Linked DNA regions of Mus musculus: regions 1, 2, 3 and 4 are each linked to region 5. A link is a contact called in public Hi-C and promoter capture Hi-C data. All regions are on one chromosome and are shown on one strand. The core of a region is the stretch at or near the end of the contact, and the rest is flanking DNA. Distances in the headings are between cores, read along the strand shown. Region 1 holds the start of Tiparp (TCDD-inducible poly(ADP-ribose) polymerase). Region 2 holds the start of Ccnl1 (cyclin L1). Region 3 holds the start of Noct (nocturnin). Region 4 holds the start of Gmps (guanine monophosphate synthetase). Region 5 holds the start of Eif2a (eukaryotic translation initiation factor 2A).

Region 1 (5,005 bases), core at 1,630-4,129, 7.0 Mb after region 5:
TCTCATTCAAGGAATACAATCTTACCCTTTCTAGGATAGCCCAGAATGCCTGTCAGTTATGATAGGGGCTCAGCCTGCAGGCTCTAAGGGCCCTCATGATGTTACTGGTCCTTCTGATCAAGTGTGTGAGTCTGTGCTCACATCAGCAGCATGTATACTAAGAAAAGATTAGCATGGACCCTGTGCAAGAATGACATAACAATTCACAGAGCATTCTATAATTTTAAACTTTCATATTCCAAATTTAAAAGTCCTTAATTTTATATGTATGGTATTTCCTACATGTCGGTACTTATGTTTGTGCCTAATACCCATGGAGGTCAGAAGAGGGCATCAGATTCCCTGGAAATCGTTGTTAGCTGCCATGTGGCTGTTGAGAACTGCACATAGGTCCTCTCGGACACAGCATCCAGTGCTCTTAAGTACTGACTGAGCCATCTCTCCAACCCTCCCACCTCCAACTTTTTTTTTTTAAGAGTATGAGTTTCAGGGTTCTAGAAACCAATATTTAAACTAGCTCTGGAATTACATTTAATTATCAGCTCTTAATTGAATTAGGATAAGTTACCCTTAAGTGATCTATAGCCTTTTATATAAAATACCTTCCCCCAGCTGGGCGTGGTGGCACACGCCTTTAATCTCAGCACTCGGGAGGCAGAGGCAGGTGGATTTCTGAGTTCGAGGCCAGCCTTGTCTACAGAGTGAGTTCCAGGACAGCCAGGGCTATAAAGAGAAACCCTGTCTCGAAAAACTAAAAAAAAAAAAAAAAAAAAAAAACAAAAAACCCTTCTCACTTAGATGCTCAACTTGGTCATGTGACTTGCTTGGGTCAGTGACATATTAGTAATCAATTATACTGCTTGCTTATTGAGCCTTGTTTTTTTGGAATGCCCCCATTTTGTAATCCAGATTATCATTTTATGAGGAAGCCCATATCAGCCAGGTAGAGAAGCCACACACAAGAAAACAGACCAACAAGCCTTCTTTTTTTTCCAAGACAGGGTTTCTCTGTGTAGCCCTGGCTGTCCTGGGACTCACTCTGTAGACCAGGCTGGCCTGGAACTCAGAAATCCTCCTGCCTCTGCCTCCCAAGGGCTGGGATTAAAGGCGTGCACCACCACCACCTGGCTTCTCCAGCATTCTTAGATTCCATCTTTGCATTTTCTACATCATTGTCAGCTCATTTGTGCTGAGACACTAGCTTCGACCTTGTGTCCTAAGAGATTTCAGTTAGACTAGGCAGGCCCAGCCTTCAAGCTGTACAGATGAGCTACTGGCACTCTGTCCTGGTGGAATTCCTGAGCAAAGAGCCCGGGATCATGAACAAATCAGTTATGGTTTTAAATAGCTATATTTGGGGGTGATTTGTACATAGCAGTAACTGAAACAGTACTGAAAGTATAAAGAATGTATAAAAAAATTGTTGGAAGAGAATGGAATTTTAAAAGTAGCACGAAAGCAAATTGAACAAACAAAATAGATGAGAGAAAAAAATACGTAGTAAAATGATAGATTTAACCCCAAATATAGTATGTTCAACCGGAGACATGAGGGCTGCATGTGTGTGTCCCAGGATTAAGTTTGGATGCAACCCAACATAAAACCATAAATTTACTTAAAACATTGTTTTTGCAAATATTTTTGGTAATCATTAAGTTAGTAGGTAAAGTTGGGACAGTTTTAAAACGTTGGAAATACTGCAATCTTATTATAGTTTTTTAAAAATAGTTTAATTTTGCTTATATACTAGTCTTTGAATTCTGTCCCAACCTTTCCACTTTAGTCTGAGGGCCTTTACTTGATGCAATTTGAAACAACACTGCTGGGTGATCATTAATCTGGGTTAGCAGTGCCATAAAACTTGGGAACCACAGCCTCTGCTTAGCCTGTTTTTCCAGGATCCCCTTTTTTTTTTTTTTGAATAAGTACGATCTTTTAATTTTTTTTCTTAAATTCGGATTATACAAATTTAATGTTTATTTCCAACTAAAAAAACAACAACAACAAAAAGCTATTGAATACATGAAGTTACAATCCAGATGCCAGTTTCATGTATATTTTTGAGGTTAACTCTCGGTTCCCTAAGTCTCTATGAGTGCAGGGCGTGGGGTCTGGGTGATGAAGGTCGTAGTTCTAAACCTAGTACACGCTCGGCGCGGAAGAGGCGCTCTGACTTGTTAAATGAATTAGTCACTACGTGATCCGTGGGCTGCAAAACACGCGCATAGGCATCTCTATTGTCAAAACCCTAACATTGGCTTCCCCTAGCGGAGGCTGTCCGGGAACAGGCGGCGGGGCGGGCTCAGCCTTCCCGCCCGTACGGCGCGGGGCCGGCGACCCCGTCTGGAGGCAGCGGCGGAGGCGGCCACTCGCTTCCCCCTCGGGATCTGGAGGCGTCTTGAAAGGAGGCAGATAAACAAAGGCAACCGCACCGAAACCGGCCGTTCCGTCTCACAGCCTCTCTCACATCGCGTGCCCGGGTGTCCGCGGAACACGGTGACCCTGCATCTGTCCGCAGGCAGGTGGAGTCCGCCCCACGCGGCGCGCGCCTCCTCTCCTCGCAGGCTCACGGGGGGTGGGAGGTAGCCTCCCCGGCCTCGCGAACCGTCAGAGCCTCGGGGACCCTCGGCCGCTCGCGAGCGGACACTCCCCTCCCTCCTCCTCCTCCTCCCCGGAGCGCCGAGCCGCCGCGCGCCCCTCCGTCCGGAGCACGCGCACGGGAGGCGGGGCCCCAGCTTCCCGGCACTCACTGATCGCCCGGCCCCCTCACCCCACCCCACCCCCTCTCGGCCCCGAAGCTCCTCCCTCCCCGAAGACGAGCCGGCCCGGGGGAGGAGACCGGAAGCCACTTAAAGCAGAGCTGGAGCTGACAGGCGAGCGAGCTGGAGCCTCGAGAGCAGTTGCGGCTTTCAGCGCTCAGGTCCGCGGAATGGCCCGCGCGCCGCTCGCCGCGTCGGCCGCCCACGACCCCTAGACACCGGCCCTCGTCCTCGGCTCGGACCGCTGGCGCAGAGGCGGCCCTCCACGCCGCGCCTGGGCTGCGTTCGAAGGGCGGCTTGCCTGAGGTAAAAGGGGCTGGGGGGTGGGCAGCGAGCGGCGGAGGGACCCCCAGCGGGATGGCGGGCGCCAGCCTCGCCGCCCCGAGTCCCCGTCGGGACAGCGGCGGATCCCTAGACTGCCCGGGAGAGCTGAATGCGCTCGCGTCCGTCGGTGGCGGGGTGGGATCGGGTTCAGCGCCGGGAGCTGGGCAGGTGGATAGATGGACTGGCGCCGCAGGGCTTGCGGGGCCGCCCGCGACTCCTCTCGGGGGGTTGCAGCCGGGGCAGCCCCTGCGGGAGGGCTCGGCGCTGCGGGAGCGTTCCGGCCGGCGCGCGTTCCGGGCTGCAGCCCAGAAGTTTGCAGGCTGTGTTCGAGTTAACTTTGAGTGCCGCACCGGTTCCCCTTCCTTTTCCCCGCCACCCGGAGTGTCCGCTGCGGCTCGGCCCTGCAAGCTCCGGGACTCGCCAGCCGGTCCTCGGGAAGGAGGCAGGGCCGGGGTGGGGGGGAATTCATTGTGGACTCGCCTTGAGTGGCTTCGGGGAGGCGGGGAGGTCGGGTCCTGAGGAAGGTGGGCCGGGAGTGAGGGGGCGCCCGGGTCCCTGAGGACAAGGTGAGGGCGGGGATGCTCACCCTCTCGGCGAAGTGCGGAGCCCGGTGGAACGGGCGCGGCGGGAGGTCGTGGCTGCGCGGAGCGCGGCCGGCAGGAGGCGTCGCTCGGACCCGGGCGTCTCACTCCTTGGCTGTTTGGAGCCGGCGGTTTCCATGGAAGGTGTGACCAGCTCGTGGTGCCAGACGACCGGGGCGTCACGAGGTGAAGGGTGGCGCGATTGGGTTGCCCGCTGCGGGCGACCGGAGGAAACGACCTTCCAATCTTTTTATTTTTCTGTTATGCAAACTAATTGAGGAACTGGTGGCTTCCGCACTCCACTCCTCTGCTTCCTAGTTGAGTTTCCGAGTTTGGTGGAGGGGCAGTAAGAGGAAAAGTTGTGTGCGTGCGAGTGTGTGTGTGCGTGCGTGCGTGCGTGCATGTGCGTGTGCAGAAGTATAAATAAAATCGCTTTAGTATTTTGCCTGGATTGGTGTGATAGGAGGGGATAGTGTGCGTGCGTAGGGGAAGGCACAGGCGGGTTAGATACGGAGAGGGAATACCACAATCTGTGCCAACTGAGCCTTGAGGCAAGAGCACCGAATGATGAATAATAACGCCTGGCTTGGCTGCTTTCCAGTTATTTATGTCTCATGTCAGATCCCTCCTTCGTGAGGCTTTCTCTAACAATGCCAGCTCATACTGAACTCAAATATTTATTTATTTAAAATAAATAAATCTCTTTTGTACTTAGACTAGCACTTTGTTCCATGCCTTGTGTTTTTCTGAGTTTTGATTATTCAGCACTTTTGTATACATAGACTTATAAATCCCTCCTAGATCTTTATATTCGTTTTTTAAAGCACGAAGTCTTACCATTTTGGGTTTTGACCTTCAACCAAGAACAAAGCATCTAATGTGTGCCTTTTCTAAAGTAATTCAGCCACAAAATACAGACATCCTCAGTGGTGAACAGTGCTAGGTACTATACTGGACTCCTAATGCATGCTTGATTAAATCATAGGTTCTTACATCAAGGAGTTCTTTCAGTCTATTGGACAAGAAAAAAGACCATTAATTGCTCATCACTGTCCCTTCTCATCTGGAACAATCTCAGTAAATACCTGGAAATCTCAGTCATTTTAAAGGATCTGGTTCTTGAAAGGAAAAAAAATTCAGATTCTGAAATTTGGTGTTTTTTAATATTTGTATTTTTTTGGTTATAATATACTTTCATTTGTTTTTTTTTTTTAAAGTGGATAAGTGTAACTTTTCTAAAGACAAGGACCCTTTGTATAATCGTGCTGTATTAAGTTTCTAAGGCACGGTACAGTGGTTGTTGAAGTTAGGCATATCCTGATATTCCTTCAGGAATTTTTT
Region 2 (4,952 bases), core at 638-3,137, 7.4 Mb after region 5:
CAGATGCGGCATTATGCGATATATCGTAGTTCAATGTTGAGAAGTACTCTAACAAAAGCCAACCTCAATTGATGAAGAAACTGGGACTCCAAGCAGAAAAACGACCTACACGGAACTTTGCCACAACATTAACTTGAACTACAGGGCTTACATGTCCAGCCTTCAGTTTTCCAGAGAGGGGAGGGGAAACACAACTTACAGAATACACTCCCACTTGAGCCAACCGTACTCCCTTTCTTGTTTAATCTTAAGCCAAGGGACTGGCTTCACAGCACTCTAGAATTGTCCACAATGCAACTGTCTCTACAAACTTCAGATAGCTGGTTAATGGAGGGGATTTTAAAAGTTTCAATGTTCCTACGTGAATTTCAGCACCTAATGTCCGCTTTCTTTTGCATCCACACTGACTTGAGGGAGGGGAGAAGATGTTTTGACTGGATGATTGGTGCACAGTACAGCAAGAGATACTATGTTCAACAGGCCAATCTTACCTTTTTCCTCTTAACTGGCGGAGGTGGTGGAATACATTAATCACATCTCTTATTCTTCTTGGCGCTTCTTCGATTTTTGACGCAAGATTAATACAGGCCATAGCAACAATCTGAAAGAACCCAGGTAAAAATCCAAGTGAAGTTAAACTAGAAACAGTTTAACAAAGTCTAACAACCCTTATTTTGTTTTGTTTTTAGATAGGGCTTCTCTGTGTAGTCCTGGCTTCCAGGAACTCCATCTGTATGTACATCTGCCTGCCCAAGGATGTGGGTCACCAAGGACCGGCAAAGAACCCTCTTTAGGATACAACGGGCTTTTTAGCGAAATAAAATCGAAGCTGACATTTTTAGACCAGCTCTTACGTTTTATTGCTCAACTGCTCTTAATTTTGGGTCAGAATCAAGCTACCTCTTGCTAGAATTGTGCAATGGCTTGAAAACGTAGTTCTTGGTTAACAGAGCACGTGAACTGGGGATCCATTTTCTAGTTCTTGAAACATTGCTCTACGGGCCCCATTTCCTTCTGGGTGGGAACGAGGTACAAAGGCCTAAGCTAACCACTCCCTTTCTGGAAAAGCTGGTTCCTACCCCCTTCCTCCCCGCTTCCGGATGAAGAAATCCCTTCTTGTCCGCCTCCGCCGCGCTTACCTCGAAACTGTGTTTGACGAACGACTTGGAGTAGAAGAACCGATGGAACAGCACCTGCCCTGTAGCCATCGCCACCTGCAGACGAGAGAGGAGAACGGAAGCGCCGGGGTCAGGCGGGCCCGCACCAGGCGCCGCCGCCATTTTGTGCGGCCGCTCGCTTCCCTTCCCCCGCCCGGGCCGCGCGGCGCCGCCCGCCCCCGCATCCCCACCCTCGCCCGCCCGAGCTCCCGCCGCCGCCGCCGCCCGGCGCAGGCTCCGGAGAAACCTGGCCGCGGCGGAGAGGCCCGCAACCAGCCGGGGTTCTCACCTGCGGCAGCCGGAGGAGGATGCCGGCGGCCTGGATGAGCTCGCAGCCCAAGATGCGCAGATCCGTCTCGCTGGGCAGGTCCAGGCCGTCCTGCATGGACGGGGTAGGCGAGAGCCGCTCCTCCGGGATCAGCGAGTGGTCGATGGTGAGCGACACCTCCGAATACAGGCGGTCGCCGATCAGGATCCCTCCGGTCGTGGTCGTCGTCGTGGTGGTCGTGCCGGAGCTGGAGCCGCCCGCGCTCGGGGCGGCGGACGAGGCGGAGGCGGCAGCGGCGGCGGCGGCGGCAGCGGTCGAGGTCGGGTGAGGCCCGGACGCCATAGTTCCAGCGAGCTCCACGCACGCCCGACGCAGCCGGAACCCAAAGCGAGACTAACCAGCGTCCTCGGCGCGACGGATCTTCCCGTGACCGCCGGCTTCCAGGCCGCCGCACGCAGCGTGCGCTTCCGCCCTGACGTCACCACGCCGACACGCCCTACCCCACCCCACTCCACTCCCCGCGCGCGCCAACGAGTTCCTCCGCGCTTCGGTCGGTGACACCGGGCGGAGGGGTCCGGATGGGCAGGGCGGGGCAGGGTGCTGGCGGCTCAGGGGTGGTAATGGCTTTAGTCACCGGATAACCCGGACTCTGGCCTGGTGAGTCGGCCCCGATACCCCTGCACGGTCTGCGCGTTGGTGACAGTCCGGCGGTCGGCGACACCGGAGTGTAACAAAGTGACTCTGAACCGGGCAGCTTCCCAGTTTGAGCGCCTGGGGTTTCCGGAAAGCTCCGAGCGCGCGTGGGTGTCGGGGTGTAGCCTAGAAAGGCATGCCTAGCCCTGACCTCACTTCGCCGGGTTTACAGTAATCTGGAAAATCCCTAGTTCCAAAAATAGGTTTATGGCGAGGACAGTACACGGGCGATTTCATTGCGCTGGGGAGTCTCGTCTTAAAGAGATGGTTTTTGTCAGAGTGGAGAGAAAGTAACTATCCCTGTGTCAATGAAGAGAAAAACACAGCTCTCATCTTACATGGAGTTTGGAATAACCTAAATCTGTGTTCCGGGACCATGGTCAATCAAAATGGCTCCAGGATAACCCATCATTTATTCCCTTTAAGATGAGAGCTGTGGTTTTTTTGTTTTTTTCGAGACAGTTTCTCTGTATAGTTCTGGCTGTCCTGAAACTCACTTTGTAGACCAGGCTGGCCCTGAACTCAGAAATCCGCCTGTCTTTGTCTCCCGAGTGCTGGGATTAAAGGCGTGCGCCACCACCGCCTGGCTGAGAGCTGTGGTCTTTTTCCATCCATACTAAAAGTCCCAAAAGCTGAGGTCGACCGTGAAACAATTGATCCTTCTGCCTCTGGCCTCCCATGATCTTTTTATTCCAGCTTAATCCTCTGAGATGGCCTTTAGGGAGAAAGAAAAATCTCCTGACTCAGTACAAAGGGTTGGAATTGTTATTTTGTTAAAGCTTACTTTCTTGAAAAGTGTCTTAACCTTGGACCTATAGAGCGCACTGAAAATTTGGATACATCTTAGTCACCAAAGCAAGGTATTTTCACAGCTCATTTTTACAAAGTGTGTTGGGACGGGCACTCTGGAGACAAAGACAGGTGGATCTCTGATTAGAGGGTCAGACTGATTCCAAGCCAGTAAGAGCTATATAATATCTTCAAAATGAAACAAAACCTCTTCCAAACAAAAGCTATATAGAGCAGGAAGTGGTGGCACAAGCCTTTAATCCCAGTACTCAACTAAAGCCTCAAAAACAAAAATTTTATGATTGTGATAGCTTTTTGTCACTGACAGATTACCTAGAAAGTCCACAATGAGGTTTAATTTTGGTTTATGGTCTCTGAGGTTTCAGGCTACAGCCATGTGGCCCTATACCTGTAGGACTGTGTAGGCAGAACTTTATGGTGTGAGACCTTGGTAAAAACAAATCCCTTGCCACCAACAAAGAGAAAGGGGAATATATCCAGGGATCTCCCTCCTCAAGTAGGTTGCCAACTCCTAATTGCTTGTCCAGCTGTGACCTCATCGTCGGATTAACCCATTTATGAGGTATTTGCCTTTGTGATTAAATCACCTCTCAGTGCTACTAACTAAGGACAAGCTCTTCACAGGGTCTGTATGTGGCAGGCATTTCATATCCAAACTTTCTGTGACAGCATAGGAGACACAAGTCCAGGGGACAGGTATGTCGGGACAAAACTTTTCCTAGTGAGACACTACTCACCTCAGATAGGGAACCTACCACAGACCAAAGTATGGATACCATCAGAGTGCAAACTTGGTGAACCAATGAGTTTTATTAGGGTTACTTACAGGAATATGGGTAAGGAGCAGAAATGATTTGGATAGCTGCACCACCAATGTGCAATTCTATGCATATATTAGGGTCGGCACAATTTAGTGAAAACTTTTTTGGTGATAATTAACTCAATTCCATGTGGACAATAAAGTTTAAGGTGTGACTCCATCAAAACTCTTTGTAAAGTACACGTGACATCTTCCATAAAGATGGGTTCTGTAGATTCACTACATGAGACACCTTCCATAATGATCAATTCTGTAAATGACATGCTCATGATACGGGTCTGGAGAAAGATCTGATGTGGTCTTGGCCACACAGCAGAAAAGGTCACCAGGCTATTAGTCACATCTGCTCTCGGCCTTCTGGGTGGATAGAAGGTTATATACCCTTGTTTGAAGGAACAACCCTGTCTTTAACATTACTGGTTCCTACCTGTAAAGGTGGTACACACCTTTAGTCCTGGCACTTGGGAGGCAGAGGCAGGTGGGTCTCTAAGTTTGAGGGTAGTGCCTGTTCTACAGAACAAGTTCCAGGACAGCCAGAGCTACACAGAGAAACCCTGTCTTGAAAAACAAAACATTCTTGGTTCCCCTGTTGCTTATCTGTTGAGCACAGGACTTTTGTTCCTCCCACAGGAAGAGATGGCTGAACATGTTATAAATGCTTGCTCCTCATTATGTCACCAAACTACTGTTACTATTTCTTTTTTCAAAATTGTCCATGACTAATCCAGAAGATGGGAGGTAATGGGCTAGTAACTGGACTCTACGAGGTTTTTGCTCGTTAAGTAACTGTCATATTCTTTCTGTGATATAATCTAAGTTTGGAAAAACCATTACATTATTTGTAAGTTATTATGGAGAAAGTTTTGTTTCCAAATTACTATCCACTTAAAACAGCCACGTTAAAATGTGGAAAGACAAGGCTTGTTTAGAATTACCAAGAATTCAGGGAAGAGTAAAGATACGTGTTATTCATAGAAAAGCATTAGTGGAAATGAATCCAGTCAAGTGAGGCCGTTGGGAGGCAAATGACTATGTTGAATAAGTGAAAATGTGTGTATACGCACGTAATATTCTATTATTATTTATTATTGTGGCCCAGGTTGGCCATGGATTCATTGCAGCCATCTTGCCTTAGCTTCCCAAGTGCTGGTATTACAAACCCAAGCCACCATACCCTGCCTTGCTTATCTTTATAGACAGGGAT
Region 3 (5,375 bases), core at 1,916-4,415, 7.3 Mb before region 5:
TGTGACTATGAACAACGACAACCACGGGACCGACACATCAGTACACAGTTGCCGCTCAGCTTAGTCTCTTCACTCTCGAGGTTGCTGATACAATGGCTTCTTCATGACATGGTAATATTTTCATATATGTACATGATGTATCCCATCATATCCACTCTTTCTCTGTTGTCTCTTGCCTCCTAATAACTGCTCCTTCTCCTGCCGTGTTTGTGTGCCTTTGTGGGTTCCACTGAGCCTCAGTAGGGTTGTTTACAGTAGCAACAGTTGCTTTGTTGCCAGAGCACAGGTGAGTGCCTCGCCAGGATTCTGAAGAAAATGTCACTCCCTACCCCCATCAACACCTAACTGCCTCTCTGTCCTAAATGAGGACTAGGACCTCCAAAGCCCCTTGAGTGTTGACTGGCCCTATCTTCTGCAAATAATCTGTGAGTTGCCAAAGTCGAACAACTATGTCATTCAAGGAGAGTTCCACATGCCCTCTCCCCTCACCCCCCCCCTGCCTCCCCCTTTTTTGAGACAGGGTTTCTCTGTGTAGCCCTGGCTGTCCTGGAGCTTGCTCTGTAAGCCAGGTGGCCTCAAACTCGCAGATTTCTATGCCTCCAAAGTGCCGGGATCAAAGGCGTGTGCCACCACGCCTGGCTACTCTTTGCTCTCTATCCATCTGCTAATGTCCCCTGAATGTTGGAGGACATGCGACAGCTGTCCTGTTTATGACTGGGCACTCAAGAGTCACTTAACCTCTGTACTTTTGATTAGTTATGAGTCTCTGCAGTCACCCGCTGACTACTGCAAAAAGAACCTCCTCTCAGCAAAGCTGACGGCAGCAGTAACGGGCAGGAACATTGCTATTTAGAAGGTAATTAGAAAGGCACATCATGTCCACTTATCAAAACAATGGAAGTAGCTTACCTACTGGACTCTACTTCAGGCTTTGGAACAGGTTCACAATAGCAGAAATGAATTCCCTCCTATCGGGCAGGCCTCGATGCCAATCAGAAAACGGTTGGCTACCCCTGTAACAGTCCTGACACGTTGTACCAAGAGGTTGTTGTCTGGTCAGTTGATGTTGCACATAGGGTCCACAGCAAAGGCTGTTGGTGACAAAGCTCCCCACTCCCCACCCCACCCCCACTCGCCCCTGCTCCAGCAGCCTATAGAATACCTTGTGTGCGCTAACTGGGAGGAACCTTCCAGTCCGGTTCCAGCTGGATCCCTCCATGTTCTGTGACTAACACATATGTCGACACTTCAGGGTCTTATCATTTATTTCTGGTAGGCAGCCAATAGCAGTGGCAATTGCCTGTAGTGTTTTAATGGCTTCAGGAGCTACTATATGTACAGTAGCCCATAGCTGGCACTGGGCGCTCTAATAGCCTATGGCTTGGGTGGGGAACAGCTTTATCTACCCAGGAAACTTCCACTCAAGCTACTTTTTTTAAAGATTTATTTATTATTATATCTAAGTACACTGTAGCTGTCTTCAGACACACCAGTAAAGGGCATCAGATCTCATTACGGATGGTTGTGAGCCACCATGTGGTTGCTGGGATTTGAACTCAGGACCTTCGGAAGAGCAGTCGGTGCTCTTAACCACTGAGCCATCTCTCCAGCCCTCAAACTACTTTTAAACTTGTTAATTAATTCGCTCATGGAGTATCTAATTTCCTTAAGGCTGTCTCATTCATTACAAGTTCTGGTTGACCCTCTCTGCTCCCTCTGCTGTGCTTTCTTGGCTACTGACAAACTGCTTACAGGAGTAAGAAAGGGAAGGGGGGGGAGAAAATGTGGTGTGTGGTGGGGGTTGGGGGAGGGAGGGAGTCAGCATCCATAGATCCATTACCTAAACTGTAAACCAACTGCTGTATTTTGTTCTATCTGCAAAGCACTTGCTACCTTCTTATGACCCTTTGCCTTGCCTAATGACTCATGGGCGATTGATTGCTGTACAGATAAGAAAACTGAGCCTCAGACGCTAATAATGACCAGCTAAGGAGTTCCTGGCCCCGATGCTGTCATCGGCTTGTCAGCTGATTCATCCGTATCCTGTGGGTGTTAGATGTTTTAGGCCAGGTCTGGAAAGCATTTTGAATCCTTGGTGACGATACTCATTCAAAGTTTCTTTTCCATTCCCGGTTAGGGTTAGTCACTCCTTACACAACCTACCTGAGGTATTTCTTCAACTCATTCTCTCCTGCTTCCCTCTCCGCCTCCCCCCACCCCTTCCCTCTCCATACCCCCTTAGGTGAGAATGTGAGTCTTGGGCCTCTCAAGTGCTGTGTAAGTGCTCCACCACTGAGCAACATCTCCAGCATTTTCCTGGAACATATGGCATCCGATTAAAACACAGCTCTGACCATATCCTAGCATCCCTGCAACAGAGCTGACAAAAATAAGGGTTTTCTCAAGAGAATGTGGGTGTGTGCATCTGACTCTCAGACTATTGAAACAATGGACCCCCCAAGAAATGGGAATTTCCTTCAGGAAACTCCTGCTGGGAAAAGGAAAAGGCCTTTGCTTGAGGGGGAATTCTTTCAGGAAGCGGGAATTCACACAGTTCTATCTAGTCAGATCGCTTTGACCCGGACTGCTGAGATGTGCATACCCCTGGCCTTCTATTTGAACTTTAATCTCATTTTGGGATCCCAGAGAGAGGTTAACTCTTCGTCCTTCTACCCCATGTGGGCATATTAAGTACATCTCCTTTTTTCAGTTTTGTTCGTTTGTATTCTTGTTGTTGTTTTGAGGGTTTTGTTTGTTTGGTGTTTTTCTGTTTCTTTGTTTTTATTTTGAGACAGAGCTTCACTGTGTAGCTCTGGCCGGCCGGATCTCTCCAGACCATGTTGAAGATCCGGGCCCCTGCCCCAGTGCTGAGATTAAAGGCGGTCGCCCTCACCGCCGCACCTGCTTTCCACTTTCAATTTGGCTTTTTCAGTGGTTTATTGGATGGATAATGCTTTAAATTCGGTAACAGTCCAAATTACGTCTGGCCCATCCCAAGCAGTTGTTTTGGGTTGGGGGGGGTTGTTTTGTTTTGTTTCCCCCCCCCCTCCCCAATTCCCTTAGCCTTCATTTTCCATAACTACAGTGCTGTCTCCCAGGTGTGACTTCCAGCCCTCCAATCAGGGCCCAGCTAGCTCCAAGGCCAATTCCACCAGACCTTCTGGCAGGACTGACGCTCAACGCCCTGCAGTCCGTTTCCGCCTCTCGTGCCTGAGGGGCGGATGCTTGTCGCAGCCGCCACACAAGTAGCCAGCGCGTCCTGGTGCCTAATCTCCTTCAGCACCGCGGAGCGTGGAGCCCACAGCTCGGGGAGGACGTTCTCCCAGACACGCGCTCGCACACACTCAGCGCTGGCACCAACCCGGGATTCCCAGCCTGTGGACGCTCCCATTGCAGCCGGCGGGAGGGGACAGAGGCTCCCGGAACGCCTCTCTAACGAATCCCCGCGGTGTCAGCCAGCCCCCAGCCTCCGCCCCGTGGGAGATCTACAGTCGCTGTCACTGATCCAGACGGTCCATTCTCGGCCGGAGCTGTCCGGGTCTGACTGCGCCCTGGTCGTGCGCGCGGATCCCCCCCTCTGCAGCCACCGCGTGGTAGCGCCCGCTCCGCCGCCGCTCGCCGGTTGCTCCCCGGCGCTAGCTCCCTCGCCTCAGTGAGCCGCCGCTGCTGCCGCCGCCGCGTCTGCCTCCCGGCACAGCTCGCCCGGTCGGCGCCGAGGGACGAGGAGGAAGGAACACCCCGCAGCGCAGCGGTCCCGCGCCACCCCCACCCCACCGTCGCCCGCCCAGCTCGGCCCGGCTCGTCAGCGCGGCGGCGCCCGGCATGTATCAGAGCCCGCGGCGGCTCTGCTCGGCCCTGCTGCTCAGGGACGCCCCCGGCCTGCGCCGCACACTCGTGCCCGGCCCGCGCCGAACGCTCGCCCCGCCGGTGCTCGGATCTCGGCCCAAGTCCCCGCAACTGCAGGCGGCGGCGGCCTCGGGCGCCGCGAGGTCGCGTCCCCGAACAGGTGAGCGGGAGCGCGGAATGAATGGGCGCCGCGGGCTGGTCCCCTGCGTTCACCCCGGCGTCGCGTCGGGAGGGAGGGAACGCCGCTCAGGGGGCCTCGCTTTCCGCGTTCGTGTCTGATCCCCCTGAATCCCCGGTGGCCACAGTGACCCCAGTCGCTAACGTTTTGCTTTACCCCTCACCCCCACCCCCCGATGCAGGGCGGTAACGCTTTGGTTGCAGACGGCTTGTGGACATCCTCATGAAGGGGAAAAAATATCTAAAAATGGCATGATCTTGGGTTTGCAGGGCCTACAGGCTCTGAATCTTCTCAAAGCCCTGGTAGTAATAGCACATGTTAACTCGTTACGCTCATTAATTTATTTATGTTTTGGAAGGGGGGGAGTCTTCCACTTCGTCTTAAATCCCTGGTAAATCAACCTTTCATGAAGTCAGTTCTGTACATCATCTTGTGTTTTTTAAGTGTCTCCTTTCTGCCTAAAAGCAGATTGCGACGGTCACAAACTACATATAAATCAAGTATGGCTTTTAAATGAGTAGTTTCTCCCTCAAATCTAGCAATTACTTAATGTAGGCGCTCCTTCAGAACCAGCAATTATTCCATAGTACTTTTCTAGAAAGTGTAATTTGGTTGTTACCTCAAATTAGGTTATTGCCGTCTAACATTCGGATGCAGTAACCATCCTTATTTTACTAGAGTACATTTTGAGAGAGTATTGGTTGAATTTAAGGACAGAGTGTACATTAGAACGTATAGGTTCCCTGTGGTTGTCTTTTGTTGCCTTTTTTTCCCCCCAAGACATGGCCATGGCTGTCCTAGACCTTGTCTATGTAGACCAGGCTGGGTTCGAATTTATAGAGATCCACCCGCCTCAGCCTACCGGATGCTGGGATTAAAGGCTAGCACGTGGCGCCAAGTTTCATGAGGCTTTCTTTAACGAGTTATCGCAGGGCAGTGGTGGCCCACGTCTTTAATCCCAGCACTTGGGAGGCAGAGGCAGGCAGATTTCTGAGTTCGAGGCCAGCCTGGTCTACAGAGTGAGTTCCAGGACAGCCAGGGCTATACAGAGACAGCTGTCTCAAAAAGGTAGGAAGGAAGGCAAGACTTTTGAAAGTCCAGGGTCGTGCCCCCACCTCAGGGTCTATAGAACCTTGGTGGGTTGTGGAATAACTGTTGGGATGGATAGCATCCCAGTAACACCATTTTCCTGTTGCTCGTCTCAAGGAGGAACATTGTTAGGTTTGGTGGTGGAAAGGTTGGCTGGTACCAGCCCCCTCCAACTCCTTCAGAAGCCGGATTTGTCATTAGGCACATCTGTGTGCACAGGTGGGTTATGTAGTTCAGAGCAAGGACAGCTGTGGTAATGGAG
Region 4 (4,814 bases), core at 1,311-3,810, 5.5 Mb after region 5:
GATCAGGTTGGCCTCGAACTCGCAAAGATCCACCTGCCTCTACATAACCATGCCCAGCACCATATTTTTTTTATTACTATGACTCTATAGTATTTCTTGAGGTCTTGGATAGCAGTTCCTCCATCATTGCTATTTTTGCTCAGAATTAGTTTGGCTGTCTGGAATCTTACATGGTTCTATAAACCATAAAGTTTTTTAAAGCAATGAGAAATGGATCTATGCTTGGATTGTAATTCATCCAATGAATAAAAGGCAGAGAAACAATTTTGTTTGCAAGCTAAAGCAAGATTAGAAAAGGCTACAGAGGCTGGGAATGAAAGCCCCAGATTCCATTCTTAGTATGTTAACAGGAAAGAAAATTAGAAGAGGCTATAAGCTTCAACCTAGAATACTCTCCCTGGGAATTCAGACCTGATACAGAGGTAAGGGAGAGGCTGCAGCGAGCTGAAGATGCTCTGAGGGTCAAAGTGTTCCCGCCCTCAAAAGATATTCTCAAAGCCATGTCAAAAGTATGAATGAGAAAGCCTTTAGAACAGATTATTCTAAGTCCCAGCCTTTGGGCTACTCTATCTTCGGCCTGGTAGAGGCAGCCTTTAGACTGCTTCAGCTAATACACTATCACGGAGAAAAGATGTTCTTGATGGATAAACTCTGCCCTAATTGCAGAAAAAAGTCTCCTTTAATGATCAGGTTTAGAGGTATTGTTTTCATAAAGAAATAAATAACTGGATATAATCATAGGCCAGTTATTTTGTGGAATGTGTCTTTAATTGATGTTCCTTTCTTTTATGAATTTTAGGCAGAACTACAGTAACATTCTCCTCATTTTATTTAGACCATCAAGTGAGACATGACACTGACCTACTGTACTATTTGTGATATTCATATTGATCACTCAAGAAAGGCTGACTTGAGGCACTTCTAAAGTTGCTAAATTTTGTAAGATGTGGTAGCATATACACTTGGGAGGCTCATGCAGTTGGATCATGTCTAGTTCATAGCTATCAAGGGTTAACAGTGAAACTCTACTCAAAAACAAGCAAAGACAGAAAAATTTGCTATTTTACATTGCATAAGTAATAATGTGGGAAGATACTCTGTGACAGTATAAATAAAACTTGCTTCTTATCTTCCACTCTTTAATTTTAGCATCTACTAATATTTCATGTCCTAATTTACTATTGTTATGATAGCTGAAAATGATTCTTTAACATTTCCAGCTTTTATTACTTGATAGTTTATCATAAATCCTATCTGTGTCCTTTATCATCCACAGCAGTTCTCCTTTCCTGTCTTTTTCTATGTGTCCTAGGCTGGCCTCCAACTCACAGGGATGCACTAGCAAGTGTTAGGACACCAATGACACCTGGCTTCTTCCTTCACATCAGCCATTCTTTTTTGCTGTTGCTTGCAAAAGTTCTTATTTCATTGTGTGTGTGTTGGGGGGGGGGGGGTTATGTGTACATGTGTTTATAGGCACTGAGGCCATGGGAGGATGTTGGGTTTTCTTTTTTCCTTTCCTTTCCTTTCCTTTCCTTTCCTTTCCCTTTCCCTTTCCCTTTCCCTTTTCCCTTTTCCCTTTTCCCTTTTCCCTTTTCCCTTTCTTTCTTTCTTTCTTTCTTTCTTTTCTTCTTCTTCTTTTTTTTTTTTTTTTTTTTTTTTTGAGACAGGGTTTCTCTGTATAGCCCTGGCTGTTCTGGCACCAGAGTGAGAGAGAGAGAGAGAGAGATCAAGAGCCTCTGAACATTTTTCTTTTAATTACTTTCTTTCCTTATTTTTAAAAATCTGAGCCGGGCGTGGTGGCGCACGCCTTTAATCCCAGCACTCGGGAGGCAGAGGCAGGCGGATTTCTGAGTTCGAGGCCAGCCTGGTCTACAAAGTGAGTTCTAGGACAGCCAGGGCTATACAGAGAAACCCTGTCTTGAAAAACCAAAAAAAAAAAAAAAAGAAAAAAAAATCTGGCCTGGAACTAAGATGTGCCTGCCTCAGCCTCCAGATTGCTGGGATCAAAGGTGGTGACTGGCTACCATACATTCTTACAAAAGAAAAAAGAAACAGACAAACAAAAACTAAACAGGCAATCAAATAAATATAATTTCTTCAACAAGGTAGGCTCTCTGAGGAATCTACAGCTTATTGTTAAAAAACAGAGGTGATGGCACACACCTTTAATTTTAGCACTTAGGAGTCAGAGGCAGCTGGATGTAACTTTGAGGCTAGCCTGGTCTGCTGAGTGACCTTATTTAGAAAAACAACAAAACCAAAATAAAACAAAAAAAAACCAGAAAAATTGAGCCACTATTTGTGACACGGTGAATCCATTACTTAAATGTATCTTGCAGTTTATAAAAACTTGAAGTTTGAGGTGGTATGTAGCCACTACTTAATTATTGTCAGCTATCACATCCAGTTCTATTGCCCAGACTGGGGGCATGGCTGATGCTTTCCTTTCTGGTAGGTTTGGTGTTATCTTCCCGGGGTGACGACGAGGGCGGGGCTTGCATGGTCCCGCCTCTAAGAGGCGGGGCCGGTTAGAGGAGGTCGGGCGGAAGCTGGAGGCAGGGCCTGCGCGCGCTTCTGTGTTCTGAGGCCGCTGTTAGGTTCCGGGCTGCTCTTGTTCTTCACGCTTCTGCCGGTCCCGGTGTTGAGCCTCTGGCGTCCAGGCCTTGCCAGCAGTCTGCACCCGCGGCGTTGGTCCCCGATGGCCCTGTGCAACGGAGATTCCAAGGTCAGTCTGTGATTGGCGTCTCTGCCGCCCTCCGGCAGCGTGAGCGAGACCTGGGGGTCCGTCCGTCTCCCTCGGCCGGGTCAGTGGCGCTCTACATGTGTCAGCCCGGCCTGCGGCGCGGCTTTATTGCATCCGAGGCGCTTTGTTGGCTTTGCTAGTGAAGCATCGAGTTCCAGCGGAGAGGCGACCTGGCTGTGGGCCGCGATTCTTGGGGACTTCGGGGCCCTTCAACCGCAGGGCAGGGTCGGGGCCTCGCCTGCGGCGGTCCGGCCAGGCGGGCCTGTATTCTTTCCAGCCTAGTGCAGGCCTTTCTGACTCTATTGACCACAGCTTCTGTTCCTGGGCCCAGGTGTGCTTCTCACCCTCTTCTCCCGCCATCCTCGGAGGGGTAGAGTTAAAGGTTCTGCTCCTGCGCACTCTGTCTCGTGTATTACGTGCTAGTTTTCGGGGACATTTTCCCGCCTTTGGGGCCTTTTCTTGGGAGCCAGGTTCTCCACGGGTGCTGGAAAAAGTTAACTGCGTTAGCCAAGACGCGAGAGCGTTGGGCCGTTGATGCCCGTTTGTGGCTTCCAACTCCCAGCCTTAGACATCGTTCTTAATTGCCTGGTCTGAATTGGTCCCCTTTCCCTTCCGACCTAATCGTCTTTGACCTGGAGAGCTTTCTGACCTTCACAAAGTCAGTTTTGTCATCGAGAAACTGCGGTGTTGGAATATAATTTACTTTAGCAAGGTGTACATCACGCTTGTGCATGCTTGTGACCTAGCTTTAGCAATCTGGTTAAATTTCTCTTCGGGTGTATGAAACTCCAAACTTTTGGATAGCTGTTCTAGAGCCAGGAATAATTTCTGCCCTTGCAAACATGGAGCTTAAGTGTCACAAACTCGCGAATGGCTGCTTAATATGTAGGAATCATTCAAAAACCTGTGTTGAACAAATGAATAAACATTATTAGGTAGCTCCTATATTTTCAAACCTAGGCACCTGTCATGGTCTGAAGAATAAGTCTCACCTTACAGTTTTGTACATTTGTCTTTAATTTTTAATCTTACAACTCACTGGAACTCATCTTTATGGTGGATGAGTTCGCTGCGGTTTTATAGAACCTACTGCGATCTAGAAGAATATTTTCACAAAATTATTTCAGTATTTTTTCAACATTTTTTAATTATTATTTTGCTTTTTTTTTTCCGATACAGGGTTTCTTTGTGTAGCCCTGGCTGTCCTGGAACTCACTCTGTAGACCAGGCTGACCCCGAACTCAGAAAACCGCCTGCCACTGCCTCCCAAGTGCTGGGATTAAAGGCGTGTGCCACCACTGCCCGGCTCAATATTTTCTTAAGATGATATTTTTGATCATTGTGATTTATTTGAGTTTAAGGTGAATAGCTAAATTTTATGTCAAGGTCATGTGGTAGAGTGGCCAACTCACAGCTGTCTGTAATTCCAGCTCAGATGATCCAACATCCTCACTTGGTCCCTGTAGACACTGCATGCAAATGGTGCAGACAAACATATAGGCACAACACTGTTATAAGGAATTTAAAAATAAAATGCAAAAAAACTTAATAAAAGTAATAAAGTAATTCTTAAGCTGGCCTATTAGGATTAACCATCACAGATGCTATTCCAGCACCGTCAGTGAGAAGACATACATCAGTGTAAGGCTAGCCTCCTCCACACACACACACACACACACACACACACACACACGTACATTTATGGTGTTATTCTTGCAAGTGTGTCTGTGTACCACATGTTCGTGCCCGTGTGGTCATGGAGGCCAGAAAATGACATAAGATCCCTTGGGACTGGAATTACAGACAGTTGTGAGCTGCCATGTGGGTTCAAAGAATTGAACCTGGATCCTCAGGAAGAGCAGGCAGTGCAGTGCTCATAACCCCAGAGCCATTAACCCAGCCCTTGTTTTTAAAACTTTTAGAAATTCTGTACCAATATTTTATATAAATGAGTGTTCTGTTTGGCTTTTTGTTATTTGGAAAGATAAATAGAAAGCAGTTAAGAAAATGCCTCCCAGGTGGACGGTAGGCAAGTCTGTAGGTCATTTTTTTCTTTTTTCTTTTTTAA
Region 5 (5,379 bases), core at 1,585-4,084:
CGGGACTCCACATGTTTCGACAAGGCATTTAGTTCTTGTCTTTCTCCGTATCTACACAGTAAACCCTTTGATAATTCTGATCAGTATGACATCAGCAAACCATCTCTAATTTCATTTCACCATGATAGCTTTTAGTGGAACTGCAATCACTTTGATTAAGTTAGAAAATGTTCAATCCAGGCTCGAATGGGACCCTAGGTGACTATACTTACTCATGCAAAATTCAAGGCTGTGTAACAGAAACATTATCATTAGAAACAGATGCAGCTGTAAGCATCTTTACTTACAATATGCCCTAGAAGCTTTTAAAAAGTTTTAGGTGACAATGATTGTGGTAAAACTAAGCCGTGTAGGTGACCATTTAAAAGCACCTTATTATAGGACAGTTACATGTCCCTATAATGGAGTGTGCTTTCCAATTCAAGAGTAAAAAGGGCATAGCTATAGAAAACCATAAGATTCCAAAATTTAAGCTAATTGCATTTACACATTAGGGTTAACAAAATCTATACCCTGTCTACACAGATTTAATCTAATTAGTCATGTTTTAATAACCATATAAAACTCATTCTGTACTGAATAAGTATGGTCTACTACTGGAACTTAATAATCAAATTTTATTGCTTTATTCATGTGGTGCTTTTGCAAGGCACTGTGGCATGGACTAGCAAACCTGGAATGACTCTTGAAGACACCTTGGAATGACACATGAAGGCGGATATGAAAAGTCATTCTGAGGCAGGCCGATTTACTCAATGGTTTTTAACTAGGGCATCGAACATCAGGAATGAGTTCAAGTTAAAATTCACAGGAGAATGGAAAGATCTCAAGGTCAGTCACTTCACATGCCCATCCTGATACTTTGAATAATCTGGAAAATTGCTGTGAAGAGAAAGAGCAAATATTAAAACAAGTTGAAGAAAACAGGCCTCTCAACTAAAAGTCATCTATTTACAGCAGCTGCAGACTCCAGCGTGATCGTACAGTCAGTTACAAATGCTAATCTAACTTTACGCTAATAAAAAAGTGAAGCAGGTTTATCATAATTAAACAATTCAATGCCTTGAAGTGATTATTATCTCGTGGTACTGGGGATGGGACCCGGGGAGGGCCTGATGCATGATAGGTAAATACGCTGCAGCTGAGCTTCACATCGAACTCAAATTATTTCCTTAATTGCAGCTCCTTGACTTTTACCTATAAGATGTACAAGAGATATTCCAGATGTGAAATTATTTTAGCAATAACTTGAAAGCACCAAAACAAACACGTTTTTCCTACTATTAATTTATTTCCAACATATCCTTAAAGGCCTGGTTTCCTAACACATGCACATTTCTTCATTCTCACACAGCTGAAATTCAATAATCTTTTTGTGTTACATAAACTGGTTGGCTCTTGGCCACATATCAAGAAAGCTTCCGGTTGTTAAGTTTAGAAAAAAGGCAAAGTGAAATGTTAAATGAAAATCTCAGGAACTGTAGAATGCGGCAAATAAAAGCATCTGTCTCAATAACAGCAGCTTGTCTATTAAAGCAGCAGGCAGAGCAGGAGGACAGTCTGTAATACATCCATCCGCAGGGGCAAGAGTCTATCATCTTAAAACCAGGCTGTCTTAATAACTAATCTTACCTGAAAACACTTGTCTCATACATTAAATATCCCAGCAGGTATGTTTCCTCTACAGAAAATCAATTCTTTGTACTACCCTTACTTTATATACTTAGTTTTTGACATAGAGACCTTAGGTACTGGTATCGTTCAGTCCTGTTCTAGTATCCAGATGTTCACGATGTTCGCTAAGTTTTTTGCAACACTATCGATAATAAAGTTACAATGCAAATCAGAGATATTTGGTGCTTAATTTCTTCTAAGGGATCATTAGGAAGATCTAATTTCTCTCTCTCTCTCTTTTTGATCTTCAATGAGCATAAATCAAGGTAAGAGAAATTTCTGGGGCACCACCCTCTGTGGTACAAGTTATCCAGTTCACTAGAAACAATTCTCTTAGCAGGTGGGTTGAGAACCACGCGGGTAGGTAGGACTCGCCACTCATCCACGTCATTCCAAACCGCGAGAGCCCCCCAAACACTTACCAGAGCCACAGACAACAAAAATGAAGAGGGCCAATAACCAGGGTCCTACCGACGCCTTTTCTTCGGGGGCATTTCTCTGCAAAAAGAAAAAACCCGGTTTCAAATGCAGAGAAAGCACTCTCGGATCCCGGGCTCCCAAGGCCTGCACCCCAGGCCAGGTGGCCGGCCGGCCGACTCACAGATCTCTCCCCCCACCCCAGATTCCACCGCAGCGGGAGTCCGGAGTCAGGCGGGTCTGGGGAGAACTCGCCGCGGCCCCGGCCGGGCGCGGGGCGCGGGCCTCGGCTCCCGGCCACGACATGGAGCGGGGTGCCCACTTTCCCTTACCGAGGTCTTAGCGACGTTGCCGCGCTGAGTTATGTTCTTGCTGTGCTTCTCGTTGGCCATACGGATCCTCTGCTTGGCGACCATTTTCGCAGCGCCACCTGCCCCAAGAACCTCTCGGACTCGCTCGCTCGCCGGTCCCGGGCCACCGGGAGGGAGGCTCGGCTCTGATCGCGGTGCCTACGCCGTCTACAGCCACTGGGCCGGGACGCGGAGCGCTGGAACACCGGCAGCCGCCGATCGCGGCGGTCTGAGCAGCCTTTGGGGCGGCGTGCCGGGGAGAGCGGGCCGCAGGGCCGAGAGGCAAGAGTCCAACCACCGGACAGTGCAACCGGCAACCTCGAACTAGTTCGGGTTCGGCTGCCAACGTCAGCACTGGGCAGACCCCGCCCCGCGGAAGTGTGGACTCCGCCCGCTCCGGAGAGGGAGGGCGAGCGCCGGCCGCCACCGCAGCCAGGCTCTTCCCCGCTCCGGAAAACGAGGAGCCAGAGCTGCGCGTGCGCGCTCGGGAACCAGACGTGGATTGGCCCCGAGGCTGGCGGCGCCGGAAACACCGACTCGCAGACTTTGCGCTTGGGGAGACGTGTAGAGGCCGGGTTCGGCCTTTCTTGAACTCTCACCCCAGCGCGTGGGTTTCTCTTTCCGGGACAAGATGGCGCCGTCCACACCGCTGTTGACAGGTGAGTTCCAAAAGAGCGAGAGACTCTTCCTTTACGGTGATTTCTTTCTGTGTCTTCGCGCTGGAGAATTCCTTAGCAAGCCTTGGAAGTCCGTCTTGCCTTTCCTCCTGGAAGGACCAAACTGTCTTTTAGTTTATTTGGTAATAGCATCCCAATGGGAAGTGAAGTCTCCGTCCCCAGTAGTCCCTCCTCCCAGTTATCCATCCATCGTTCTTCATCTTCCATAGGAATAGACAGGTAACAGAAAGTATTAGTTTGATGTGTGACCTGTGGTCTGCAATGCCGGGTGTTGCTTGGACCCTTCTTAATAGAAGAAACAAGACTCTTCACACCGAATTCATCTGAACTTAAGTATTATTAAAAATTATATGCTCCCTTATTGTTATGAGGTTTGTGGGAGTTGATAGGGAGCAAGACATTGCTAGTGTAGGTTAGGTTTCATGCTGAAGATGTGGCTTAAGGTGGCGACAGTGAGCAGGATAATGATAGTCTAATGTTTTCGATTGAAACAGCTGTGAGACAGTATTTAAGAAGTAGAACATGAGAAGACGCTAGGAATTTAAAGCTGACACATATTGTGGTGCTTAAACAACAACAACAAACTTGGACAACACTGGGAAAGGTGCTATACTATGTTATGGCTTGGGTATGTAAGTTTGAATAAACAAAAGATTCAAGTAGAAAAGAAGTGGGAAAGAAAAAAATCGTTGATAACAATGTAAGAAGAAAGATAGCATCATTAGGACGAATGTCTTATTTTTGAGAATTGGAAGTTATGTCCTCCTGAGACACGGCAAAGCTTTTATACTTCTGCCAGTCTAGGAATATACATTTTTAAGAGCCATGCTTATCCTGTTCAGATAGACTATCATAATTTATTCGCCAGATAGTTATGAGGTGCTAGTTGCAATCTTCTAAACACTGCCAGATAGTTGAGATTGTTTTCTTTTGTTTAGATTATTTATTTATTTATTTATGCGTCTGTATCTGAGCGTGTGCACAGGAGTACAGGCCTTAAGAGGCCCAGAAGAGGGTGTGGGCTTCCCTGGGGCTGGAGTTAGAGTTGTGAGCCTCACCTTAGATGAGTGCTGAGAACTCTATTTATTTCTTCTTAAGAGAAGCAAGTACTCTTAATGCTGAGCCATCCTCCAGCCCCCTGACACTATTTAAATGGCATAATTATGTAATTCAATAAATTGCTTCTCTGTTACTTAAAAGCTTTACTACTAAATGAATATTTGAATTCGACCTAAAAATTAGTACATTAAAAAGGGATTGAAGTTCTGCCCTTTTGAGACAGTGTGAAGTCCATCCTGTTCAGCCCAGCATACGGATCACTATAATCTTAGTGGCACTAACCTTACTGCATTGGCATCGCGGCTTATTTTGTGTTCCATCAGTACTGAGTTGTTAAAGCCCTTTAAGTTCTTCTTCAGAATTATCCTCTTCTTTCTGTTGACTTGGCAAGCTACTTCCAAGCAATTTACCACACTTTCTGCACGGGCACGGTCGCTTTCTGAGCTATTTTTCACTCTTTTTTTTATGTATCACAAAGGAAATGCTCTATTTGTTCAACTATTTTCCTTCCCTGCTAGACTGCTAAATTATGATGTTTGGGGTAAAGTCTTATTCATCCTTGCCTTTTCAGTACCTAATGCAGAACCTACTAAATAGTAGACACTAAACATAGGAGAATTAACTCATGAAGAATAGATTGTATATAATCAAATTAACAAAGTAACAATTTTTTTCACAGGATTCTAGATTAGAGCCTTTGTTCTGACACTCTCTCATAGTATCATATTCTTAGATGCCCAAAGATTACTTGGCCAAATTTACATTACATATTTGCAGGGTTAGGATTATACCCAGGTATTCCATGGTCTATTTTCTACCAATAAAATATACTGTTTACTCTTTTAAACATTCTTTGTTTTAAGTTTTTAAATTCCTAAATCCTTAAATCTTACTTAATGTATACTTACTAGATCTATAGATCTGTGAATAATTGTTTATTGTTATAACTCTAAGTCGGAAATGAGAAAAGACCAAAACATGTGAAACTTGAGTTTTTAAACACTTGTTCTAAAAAGCTTTAGTGTTGATAAATTTAAGTATTTACATAACACTCCCCCCACCCCCAAATCTATTTCTGTATTTCCTGGTTCTTGCTTTTCTTTTATTAAAGGAGACAGATTTATCCTCAGGCAGATATTCAACCAGCTTAGTGACTCTAAAGAAAAGAGCTTTTCTTTGTTTGACCAGCATTCCCAACAGAA

What was found. Promoter capture Hi-C pulls out the DNA fragments that hold promoters and counts their contacts. Hi-C and Micro-C count contacts between places; a contact is called where the count stands out from the background. Capture Hi-C pulls out chosen DNA fragments and counts their contacts.
Region 1: a contact with region 5 is called in a Hi-C map of CD8 T cells, with 5 times the contacts expected there. The contact joins the promoter of Tiparp here to the promoter of Eif2a in region 5. A contact is called at or near these places in 2 of 484 Hi-C or Micro-C datasets (CD4 T cells and CD8 T cells).
Region 2: a promoter capture Hi-C map of pre-B cells shows a contact between it and region 5. The contact joins the promoter of Ccnl1 here to the promoter of Eif2a in region 5. A contact is called at or near these places in 1 of 39 promoter capture datasets (pre-B cells) and 2 of 484 Hi-C or Micro-C datasets (CD4 T cells and embryonic stem cells).
Region 3: a contact with region 5 is called in a promoter capture Hi-C map of cranial neural crest. The contact joins the promoter of Noct here to the promoter of Eif2a in region 5.
Region 4: a contact with region 5 is called in a promoter capture Hi-C map of pancreatic islet. The contact joins the promoter of Gmps here to the promoter of Eif2a in region 5. A contact is called at or near these places in 1 of 39 promoter capture datasets (pre-B cells) and 1 of 9 other capture datasets (pancreatic islet).

What each region holds. Positions count from the first base shown.
Region 1 is chr3:65,525,568-65,530,572 of GRCm38.p6, forward strand. It overlaps Tiparp (TCDD-inducible poly(ADP-ribose) polymerase), which reads left to right and starts at 2,880. Exons shown (of 6, transcript NM_178892.5): 1 at 2,880-3,065. It overlaps 4931440P22Rik (RIKEN cDNA 4931440P22 gene), which reads right to left and starts at 3,847. Exons shown (of 2, transcript NR_027955.1): 1 at 3,670-3,847; 2 at 1,916-3,598. It also overlaps the pseudogene Gm22279.
Region 2 is chr3:65,956,362-65,961,313 of GRCm38.p6, forward strand. It overlaps Ccnl1 (cyclin L1), which reads right to left and starts at 1,888. Exons shown (of 11, transcript NM_019937.4): 1 at 1,447-1,888; 2 at 1,140-1,214; 3 at 492-601. The coding sequence starts at 1,767.
Region 3 is chr3:51,221,282-51,226,656 of GRCm38.p6, forward strand. It overlaps Noct (nocturnin), which reads left to right and starts at 3,166. Exons shown (of 3, transcript NM_009834.2): 1 at 3,166-4,006. The coding sequence starts at 3,823.
Region 4 is chr3:63,973,583-63,978,396 of GRCm38.p6, forward strand. It overlaps Gmps (guanine monophosphate synthetase), which reads left to right and starts at 2,561. Exons shown (of 16, transcript NM_001033300.2): 1 at 2,561-2,728. The coding sequence starts at 2,702.
Region 5 is chr3:58,522,987-58,528,365 of GRCm38.p6, forward strand. Eif2a (eukaryotic translation initiation factor 2A) reads left to right here and starts at 2,835. Exons shown (of 14, transcript NM_001005509.2): 1 at 2,835-3,100. The coding sequence starts at 3,073. It overlaps Serp1 (stress-associated endoplasmic reticulum protein 1), which reads right to left and starts at 2,898. Exons shown (of 3, transcript NM_030685.3): 1 at 2,424-2,898; 2 at 2,097-2,172; 3 at 1-882. The coding sequence starts at 2,507. The coding sequence ends at 842.